Linked DNA regions of Mus musculus: region 1 is linked to region 2. Evidence: chromatin contacts called from public promoter capture Hi-C data. All regions are on one chromosome and are shown on one strand. Each heading gives the region's core, a stretch centred on a gene start, on an enhancer-like site or on the middle of the called end of the contact. The rest is flanking DNA. Distances are from core to core; before and after follow the strand shown.

Region 1 (4,310 bases), core at 728-3,227, 450 kb before region 2:
TGTAGACCAGACTGGCCTCGAACTCAAGAGTCTGTCTGCCTCTGCCTCCCAAGTGCTGGGATTAAAGGTGTGCACCACCACCGCCTGGCTCTCACTTTTGTTTTTAATTGTTCAGAATATAACCCAAAATAGATAAACTTCTTTTTAGAACTTTAAGAGTTAATCAGATGGTATCCAATGTTACTAAGTTACACTACATGGAAAACAAAACACCTTATAGAAAACACTAGAACACAAAATAGCCGAAGTGGCCAGCTTCACTAGAGCTGACAATTTAGGGATGAAACCTTAAAATACAGACAGAAATTGGCCTGGAGAGACATGAGTGCTTGCTGATTTTCCAGAGTTCAGATCCCAGCACCTACATCAGTTGGCTCCCAACCACATGTAGCTCTAACTCCAAGAGATGTGGCACTCTTCTGGCTTCAGAGGGTATCTGCACTCAGAAGCCCATTCTTCCAAGCAGAAATTTGTATAAAAATAGAACAAATCTTTTTCTCTAAGGACAGAAATACCTACTGGGAGTCACAGATAACAACAAGAATTCATGAAAGAAGGAGAGGAACTGGTTAGGAAGAAGGGATTCCATGGAAGTAGAGGAGAATGAAAAGGGGAGATGAGAAAATACATTAGATACATGCTTGGAATTATCAAAGAATAAAGAAAGAAATTTAATGAAAATAAAGAGAAAGAAATGCCAACTGGCTCACTTAATGTGTCAAGATTGTCTCTAGGGTCATAATAGTCTGACCAGGAGTAAAATGTTATGCTTTCTTAAGATGGAAGAATAATTTCTAAACTTCCAAGTATCTCATTATAATCACTGCAATCACTACTTATATTTTTGAGGCCGAAATGGCAAAATTCCTCCAAAACTATTTGCAGTGGGCAAATGGTGTTCAGCTGTGCCTGCCACAGTTGCTCAGAAAGCCAAGATGGGAGCATCCCTTGAACCTAGAGACCACAGACAACATGGGTGATGAAACAGCACCCTAAGGGAAAGCTGTAAATGTATGTGTTCCTCTACAGACTAATGCAGGGAAGCAGCTGCTGCTCTCGAGAGCAAGTTATTGTCAGCCTTTCAAAAGTTCTAAACAACAAAATGTGAACTAAAAAATTCTACATGAGCTGGGTGGTGGCGGCACATACCTTTAATCTCAACACTCAGGAGGGAGAGACATGCAGGTCTCTGTGAGTTTGAGGCCAGCATGGTCTACAGAGAGAGTTCCAGGACAGCCAGGACTACCCAGAGAAACCGGAGAAAAGAAAAGACAAGAAAGGCGAGGGGGAGGGAGTAGGGAGGGGAGGGGGAGAAGGAAGAGAGAAGAGAAGAGAAGAGAGGAGAGGAGGGGAGGGGAGGGGAGGGGAGGGGAGGGGAGGGGAGAGAAGAGAAGAGAAGAGAAGAGAAGAAGAGAGCTCTACATGAAATGAAGCTCAACAGGAGAGGTTAGTGAACATCAATTCCTTTGCATCACCTGTAAAACAATAAATCACATACCCCAGATGTGATGTGTTTCAGTTACATGGGCTTAATAGCTAAGACAGTCTGTGTTCTTATTTGTATAATTTACACATCTAGGTAAGTTAGAAATCAAAACAAGTTTAAAAACAAACAACACAGACATTGGTATAAACTCTGCCCTCACCTACCATCACTGGATCATTTGTCCATCACCCACGCTTCTGTGTATACTGACAAAATACATTATTGTAAAACTATAGTTGTATGTTCTGATTCTCCCTTTTTCACAGAAAAAGCATGCCATCAACACTGATCTGCACTGGCATGAATTTCTCCTCTAAAACATACCCTCCAGTCCTGTGTGGATTTGTCACAGTTTTTCCACCCCCCCCCCCACAGTGAATGCTTGGAGGTTTTAATGATTGTCAGTATATGTGCCTTTGTTGCTATACAGCTTTATCTGTTTTATAACTTCCAGAAACTGCTGACATAGTTTGTCATGGCTATTACTATACTGCCCTCTAGAGGGACCATACTTTACTCTCCAGTGATACCTGAGAGTCCGGTTTCCCAAGAGTCTCCCAGCCAGTAATGATAGATATTTCAAAAGTAAAGGTAAATTTTAATTTATAAGAGTAGTATTTGCAATATTGGTCCAATGGTTTAGTGCAAGGAACATGGGAATATAGTAAAAAATCCTTAAATGGAAAGAGGTAAGATGTAATCACGAATATATTTTACTCACCCGGTCCTTAATCTTTTCAGTCAGAAATGGTTTAATCATGGAGAAGACAGCATGGAAAATGACTGGCTCATTTATCAAATGGATCCCACGAACTTTCAGTGGAAAGGAATCCTTTCGAAAGGAAAGGATAATAAAAACCTTAATAACGCAACATAAATACAGCAGTTACATTGCTAAAGGCAAGTCTCTTGTGGAACACATTATAAAGTTCTGGTACGAGTCTGAAAGATGGCTCCATGGGCATCGTACTTGATGCACAAGCATGAAGACCTGAGTTCAGACCACAAGTAGCCATGCACAGCCATCATGTCTGTGTCTGTCCCCAGAGCAAAGGAACAAAGGAGCAGAGGCAGGCAGATCCCCACTCTACCCAGCCAAGTACGAATGGTGAGCTCTAGGTTCATTCAGTTCAAGGCCCTGTTTCAAAATATAAGATGGAGAACCATAAAAGACACCACACATTAACCTCTGTCCTCCAATGCATTTTGGTGAATACTCATGTGTGCGTATACTCAGCAGAATCTAAAGTGACTTAATTTTCAAAATGATTTATTCCATCAACACAAAAACCTGGTTTATATATCATCAGTGCACTCAGAAAAGATCTATAGAAAGCTTGTCCCCACTCCCCCTTAGATTAGGCTGAGTATTTTAAGAGCCTTTCAGAAAAACAAAATCCACTCTAGTCACACATAAAGTGTCTCCTAAGTAAACAATGACAATTGGGGACATATTGATCTAGTATATTTTTTTAAAAATATATATTTTTAGAGAAAAAAATTAAACATCCCTGAAAATTAAAAGAACATAACAACAGGCACACACTTTTTAAACATTGACATCGGTATATATCTTTATATCTTTAGTATCAAAGTCCTAAAAGGTTGAGACCTAAAAGAAAAATAGATTCATCAATAGTTTTCTTATCCAAAAGTTCAATCACTACTGTTAATGACACTGTTAGTGACACTACTGTTAATGACACTACTGTTAATGACACTGTTAATGACACTACTGGTAATCAAGACGTTTTCTTCCTCTTTCATGAAGAATTTCCCATCTTGCAATTTAGAAATGTATTATTAATTTCTTTTTACAGATTCTATGTATAATTTTATTTAAACTTAATTGCCAACACACTCTGCAATCCTCTTGTATCCTGCTCTCTCCTATTGTTGCAATATGATTTGTGGGGAGCATTGTGAGTTCTAACATTGTTGAGCTGGTCCATCAAATGATGTGGCATCATTTACGTGATCACTTCCCTTTCTCCGCACAAGCTGTATCTAATTTTCTTGTATTAGACACCATGCTGCAGGCACTGTAGAACAAGGGAGGTGACTGTAGAACAGCTTTTACCTTCAGCTGACCTAAACTTGGATCCTTCAATCATTTCTGACTCTAAACTGTTCGCCAACACCTAGGATTACCATTTGAAAGACAAATGGCAAACACTTTTGAAAGACTTAGGAAAGTAGCTAAGGCAAAGTAAGCTATTACCATTACAATGCACAAAGTTCAGACTCTATTCAGGATTACCCTTTGTCTAGGTCCCAGAGGTAAAATTACTATATTAATGGCTATTCTCCCCAACACCTGCCCCCCCACCCCCACTCCTAGGGTTTCTCTGTGTAGCCCTGGCTGTCCTGGAACTCACTTTGTAGACCAGGCTGGCCTGGAACTCAGAAATCCGCCTGCCTCTGCCTCCCGAGTGCTGGGATTAAAGGCATGCACCACCACCGCCTGGCTGATTATGACTATTTTTAAAGACTCTGAGATTTGGAAAGATGGCTCAGTCAGTCATTTGCTTGCTTTGCAAACACTTGTACTTGGGATTGATCCTCAAATTCATTAGGTGGAGGGAGTTAAGCAGGTTGGTATATGCTTATAATCCTAGCACTGGGGTGGTGAAGACAGGCTGCTAGGATTCATTGGGGCCAGCAGAGCTTAACCAGTGAAGGCCAATGACAGATTGTGTCTCAAAATAGAGCAAATGGTACTTCAGGAATGGCCCCTAAGGTTGTCCTCTGCCTTCCATACATACATTTACACATGTGTAGCTACACACACAAGAACAAAGTTACATACAAAGACTAGACTTCT
Region 2 (4,614 bases), core at 1,681-4,180:
ACTCAGTGGATACAAGGAAGCTGCCACCAAGGCCTTATAACCTGAGTTCAATCACTGGGAGCCGCATGATGAAAGGAGAAACAAGGTATTCTCTGACCTACCTCCACATGTGCACTCTAACACGCATCCAAACACACTCACAGACAGTGAAATATAGTAACAATTCCTACAAATATTTCCTATGTAAAAGAAGTATGTGCTCTGACATAATTTTCCTCAACATTAATTTTACCAATTTTAGATCCAGAAATTTAAAAAAAACTCATTAGATTGAAAGGAATATCACTATTCTTCCTCTTTTCTAATTTTTGCCGAAGTATCTTCCTTTTAAAGGTTAGAATTTGTCTGTGCTGGGTGCAAAGGCTCCTTCTTGGAGTAATATTAAAACTTTCAACATTCTACCACGGCTTTAAAATACAAATATGTACGAACCAGATGTGCTGCCATTTGTCTTTAATGTCAGCACTCAGGAGTCAGAGACAGGTGAATTTCTGTAAGTTCAAGGCTAGCCTAGTCTACATAGTGAGTTCCAAGCAAACCAGACCTACAAAGAGACCCTGTCTCAAAACCAAAACTAAACATTGTGCTAAAAGTTCCCAAATTCCTTTCTTTAGCCTGGATCTCAAAAGGTAACTGCACACCTCCTGAGCTACTTATCCAAATGTCAACTTGGCCCTCTGAATCCAGTCCAAAATAGAGCACATTTCTCCTTTTCCCCTTAAATTGCTCTAGGCTGCTCCAGCTAGGAACTTAAATCTTTCTACTTGAGCCTTCTTAACCTCTTCCATGAAGCTATAACTCTATATCCTTAAAGCTCTTGGAATTCTTCCACTTATCTACATTTTCACCAAAGTGCAAGCCATATTTCTCACCTAGCCTACACCAAGATCTCTTGCATATCCATTCTGACCATACACTGTTATTTTTTTTCAGTGAAAATCTGGTCAAATGACTTCCCTGTTTGAATGCCTTATTTGATTTCCTATAATCTTTACACTAAAATCAGAAACACAATACTTTATTCTGTACTTATGATTGTGTGATGTAAGTAGGTGAGATGTAAAGGTCAGAGAATGACATTGGGTGTCCCCTTCTCTCCTTCCCCTGGGCAGAGTATCAAGCAACTCGGGCTATAAACTTTTCTTAATCTGAGTGTCAGAAGGCAATTTATGCCCTGCGTGCTCCATTCCCTTACAAGTCCTGCGGATTTACTTCCTTTCCAAGATTAAGTGCTTAGAAGTCCACAAAGGTCACACTCTCTCGACTCTTCCTTTCCACCCCCTGCCCATTTTGAGAAAACTTAGCAACAGTAGCAATGTGGATAAACTACCTGCCTACTGCCACATGAGCGAGCGTGTGGAAGCAGAACTTCCTCCTTTTATCCTCAGAAACTGAACTTTCAAAACAAAAAACAAACAAACCAGAACCAAAACATACACAAAACTTGAAAAGCTGGAGGGGTGGCTCATTGCTTAAGAGCGCTAGCTCGTCTTCCAGAGGACCAGCACTGACATGGTAACTAGGTGCTAGGCATGCATTTGGTGCAATACATACATGCATCCAGGTGAAACACATAATACACAACGATTGAATTTTTAAAAGGGGAGAAAGGAAGTTAGGTTGTTGGTTTAATTTTCACACCTGGAGTACTAGGACTCAGAAGGCTTAAAGCAAGAAAACTACTTGGGGTGTATATTAAACTCAAGCCAAGCATAGCCACTTAGGGGAGTCCTGGCAACACAAGTAAACAAGCACGTCCACAAAACAAAACCCTAAGATATTAAAGGAGGCCTCAACAGTCAAAGCCTGACTAAACCTCAGGAGAGATCTTAAGTTAGACACCCAGGTAAGCCATATCTAGATTCCTGACCTACACACGCCATGGATAGTAACTGTTTCTTTATAACAGGCATTTATAGGCCGTACTTTAGGGTTTAAAATTAGCAAAATAGTTATGAGAAATATATCTTAGGGACCGATGTCATCCCTTTTCAAGAATACAGTCATAGCCTGTCTAATAAAAACAGCAGAACTGAGACAATTTTTAAAAATCTGAACAGCTTTGGCGTGCATAAAAAACAAGAAACTGAAGGATAATTACTGAAAAATAAATTTTCTCATTTATTGACAATTTCAAAGTTACATCACAAATATTTTTGCCCCCAGGTGCGAGGCAAAGGCTTATTAACACAGAACTTACTTTTTTCTTTCTTTCTTTCTTTCTTTCTTTCTTTCTTTCTTTCTTTTTTTTTTTTCCTTCTCCTGTTTATTTTGGGACAAGCGCTTACTAAATGGCCCAGACTAGCCCTGAACTGGCTCGACACATCCCAAGCCAACCTTGAATTTGCGATCCTCCTTCTCTGGACTCTCCAGTAGTTGGGACTACAGCATTGAGCCACCGGGCAGAGCTGCCCGAGGTAATAACCTGAGTCCAGAGACGGTCGACTTTCTCAAAACGGTCAAAGTTCTTTCACCTTCCCGTTCTATTTTGGGACTGGAAGGGCAGAGAGGACGCACCCCTCAGTCATGAGGCCAGCTGTCTCAGCGGAGGTTTGCAAAGCGGAAGCTCCACGACCCTCGGGCCGGGTGCCGCACCTCCAGACCTGGCGATGGGGGCGCCCCCGACGCCCTGCTTGATGGAGCGAGCAGGACCAGGACAGCGGGTTACCTCGCAAGCGCGGACTCCCCAGGCGCCACAGCGCCCACGGCTGCCCCAGGTCCTCGTCTGCTGACAGACGCGGAGTGGAGGGAGACGACGCCACAGTCGCGAGGACAGCGCCATGACTGACAGCTTCCCAGCGGGACTGACGACGCGCTGGAGGACCTGACAAAACGGGGCGGGGCGAAAGTCAGCTCCGGAACGGAGTTCCAGAGGTCGGCCAGCACCACCTCCTTCACGCCGGCCCGCAGCTTCCGGGCCTCGGTTTCCAGAGACCGGAAATAACTCCGGGTGGGAGAAATGGGTGGAGGGGAACCATCACGCATGCGCACAACAGGCTCAGGCGAGGGACGAGAGCCCTCCTCTGGCTGTCAGCGACTGTCCATTGTAGCTTTTGTGGTGGTTGTGGTTGTGGTTGTTGTTGTTTTGTTTTGTTTTGTTTTGTTTTGTAGTTTTTCTATAACGTCCTAAAGTCTTCAACAGTAAAGTGAATCCTGGCACTTATGGTACTTTTTGAAAATAAGTACTTGAATGAATTACATTATCTTACATAAGGAGGAGGGTGGAAAAACACATCCAGAGCCTGGAGGTGGTGGGAACTAAGAGAAAGAAACAAAGCCCCATGAGACTTAGTCAGGAAATACCAGAAAAAGAAGTCCTACCATAGCCAGAGCTCAGAGTGCTTCTCTAGCTTGCATGAAGTCCTGGACTCAGTTCTCAGCACTGCATTCGATTGGAGTGGTAGCCTATAATGAATGCCAGCGTTCGAGAGGTGGTCACATAAATCAGGAGTTCAAGGTCATCCTGAGCTATATAATGTGCTGAGTGCTAGCATGGAATCCCGGACACCCTGTCTCAAAAAAGAAAAAAAAAAAGTTGATTGTTTTAATCTCAGCGCTGTTGTATTGATTTAAAGATAGCCTGAACTACTCAGTGAATTCCAGTCTAGTCTGAACTACTGAGTGAGACTGTTAGACTCTGCATCTTAAGAATTCAGATAGATACCCCAGTTCTTTCCTGGGTAGGGACACATAAAAAATAAGACAGGTTATATCCGAGAGAGAGAGAGAGAAATCAGATTTTAATTTAACTTTTATTTGTTGTCTTAAATTACTTAAATACCCATTTACTAAAGGTGCTATGTGGTGCTGGGACCCTTCATGTCCTTTAACCGTTATGCTATTCATCGTTAGGTGTAGATAGGAACTGCAAGTTATAAATGAGGAAGATGTGCTTCAGTACGAGTTTGAATTCTCCAGAATCAAATCGCTCATGCCCGTGAGAAAAGGGATAGAACATGTGTTTGGAGCAAGCTTCCCAGGTGTAGAGACATGAGACATTGCTTTTGCTATTACATACATCATGTTCATTTCAGTGATGATGGAGAAATGTGCCTGTAAATATTTTTTTCAGGAAGTAACAGAATCTTGGGGTTCACAAACTTTGCACTAAACTTTGGCAAATCCAAAAGACACACTCTCTTTGCTTTGTTTTGAAGCAGGGCAGGAATTTCTGGAGTTGGTACTGGAGTGACAAGGGCACTTTCTTCACTCCCCCACCCCCCACATTCTAGTTCTTATTCAATACTTAGATCTATCTCAGTATCCTAAATTTGTCTGGCAATCTTACTTGGTTTTCAATAGTTAGGCATCATTACTTTAGAGACTGAATAAAGTTCTGTTGGTAGAGTGCTTGCCTTGTTTCAATGAGAAGATAAAACTGCCTTCTGTCCTTTTGTCTCTGTGCTGTTCTCTTAAGTAGCCTCTTTTCCCTTGCCCCCCTCTTTTGGTGAGAGTTGGGCAAATTCTATTCTGTCAAATCTTTCTCATTTTGTCTACCTCTCAATTAAACCTTACTTTCAAACATGGGTGCTTTCTTCTACAAACTAAATTTGCCTTCATTGTTTGGGATTAAAGGTATGTGTCACAGGTAGAGCCATACCACAACTAGAAACA

What was found. Promoter capture Hi-C pulls out the DNA fragments that hold promoters and counts their contacts.
Region 1: a contact with region 2 is called in a promoter capture Hi-C map of embryonic stem cells, with 6 read pairs. The contact joins the enhancer-like site here to the promoter of Rmdn1 in region 2. A contact is called at or near these places in 1 of 39 promoter capture datasets (embryonic stem cells), 25 of 484 Hi-C or Micro-C datasets (CD4 T cells, CD8 T cells, the HL-1 cell line and 15 more), 13 of 115 datasets of contacts at active chromatin or transcription factors (bone marrow-derived macrophages, embryonic stem cells, regulatory T cells and 2 more) and 2 of 9 other capture datasets (embryonic stem cells and macrophages).

The regions. Positions count from the first base shown.
Region 1 is chr4:20,021,793-20,026,102 of GRCm38.p6, reverse strand. Ttpa (tocopherol (alpha) transfer protein) reads right to left here. Exons shown (of 5, transcript NM_015767.4): 4 at 2,208-2,318. Among named protein-coding and RNA genes, the nearest start is that of Ttpa, 16 kb to the right of the region's middle. Within about 2 kb of position 1,977, at least 1 of the 459 cell types and tissues checked has an H3K27ac peak or open chromatin away from gene starts, as enhancers often do. A contact at or near this core is called in embryonic stem cells, where this site is marked.
Region 2 is chr4:19,573,382-19,577,995 of GRCm38.p6, reverse strand. It overlaps Rmdn1 (regulator of microtubule dynamics 1), which reads right to left and starts at 2,930. Exons shown (of 10, transcript NM_025476.6): 1 at 2,669-2,930. The coding sequence starts at 2,782.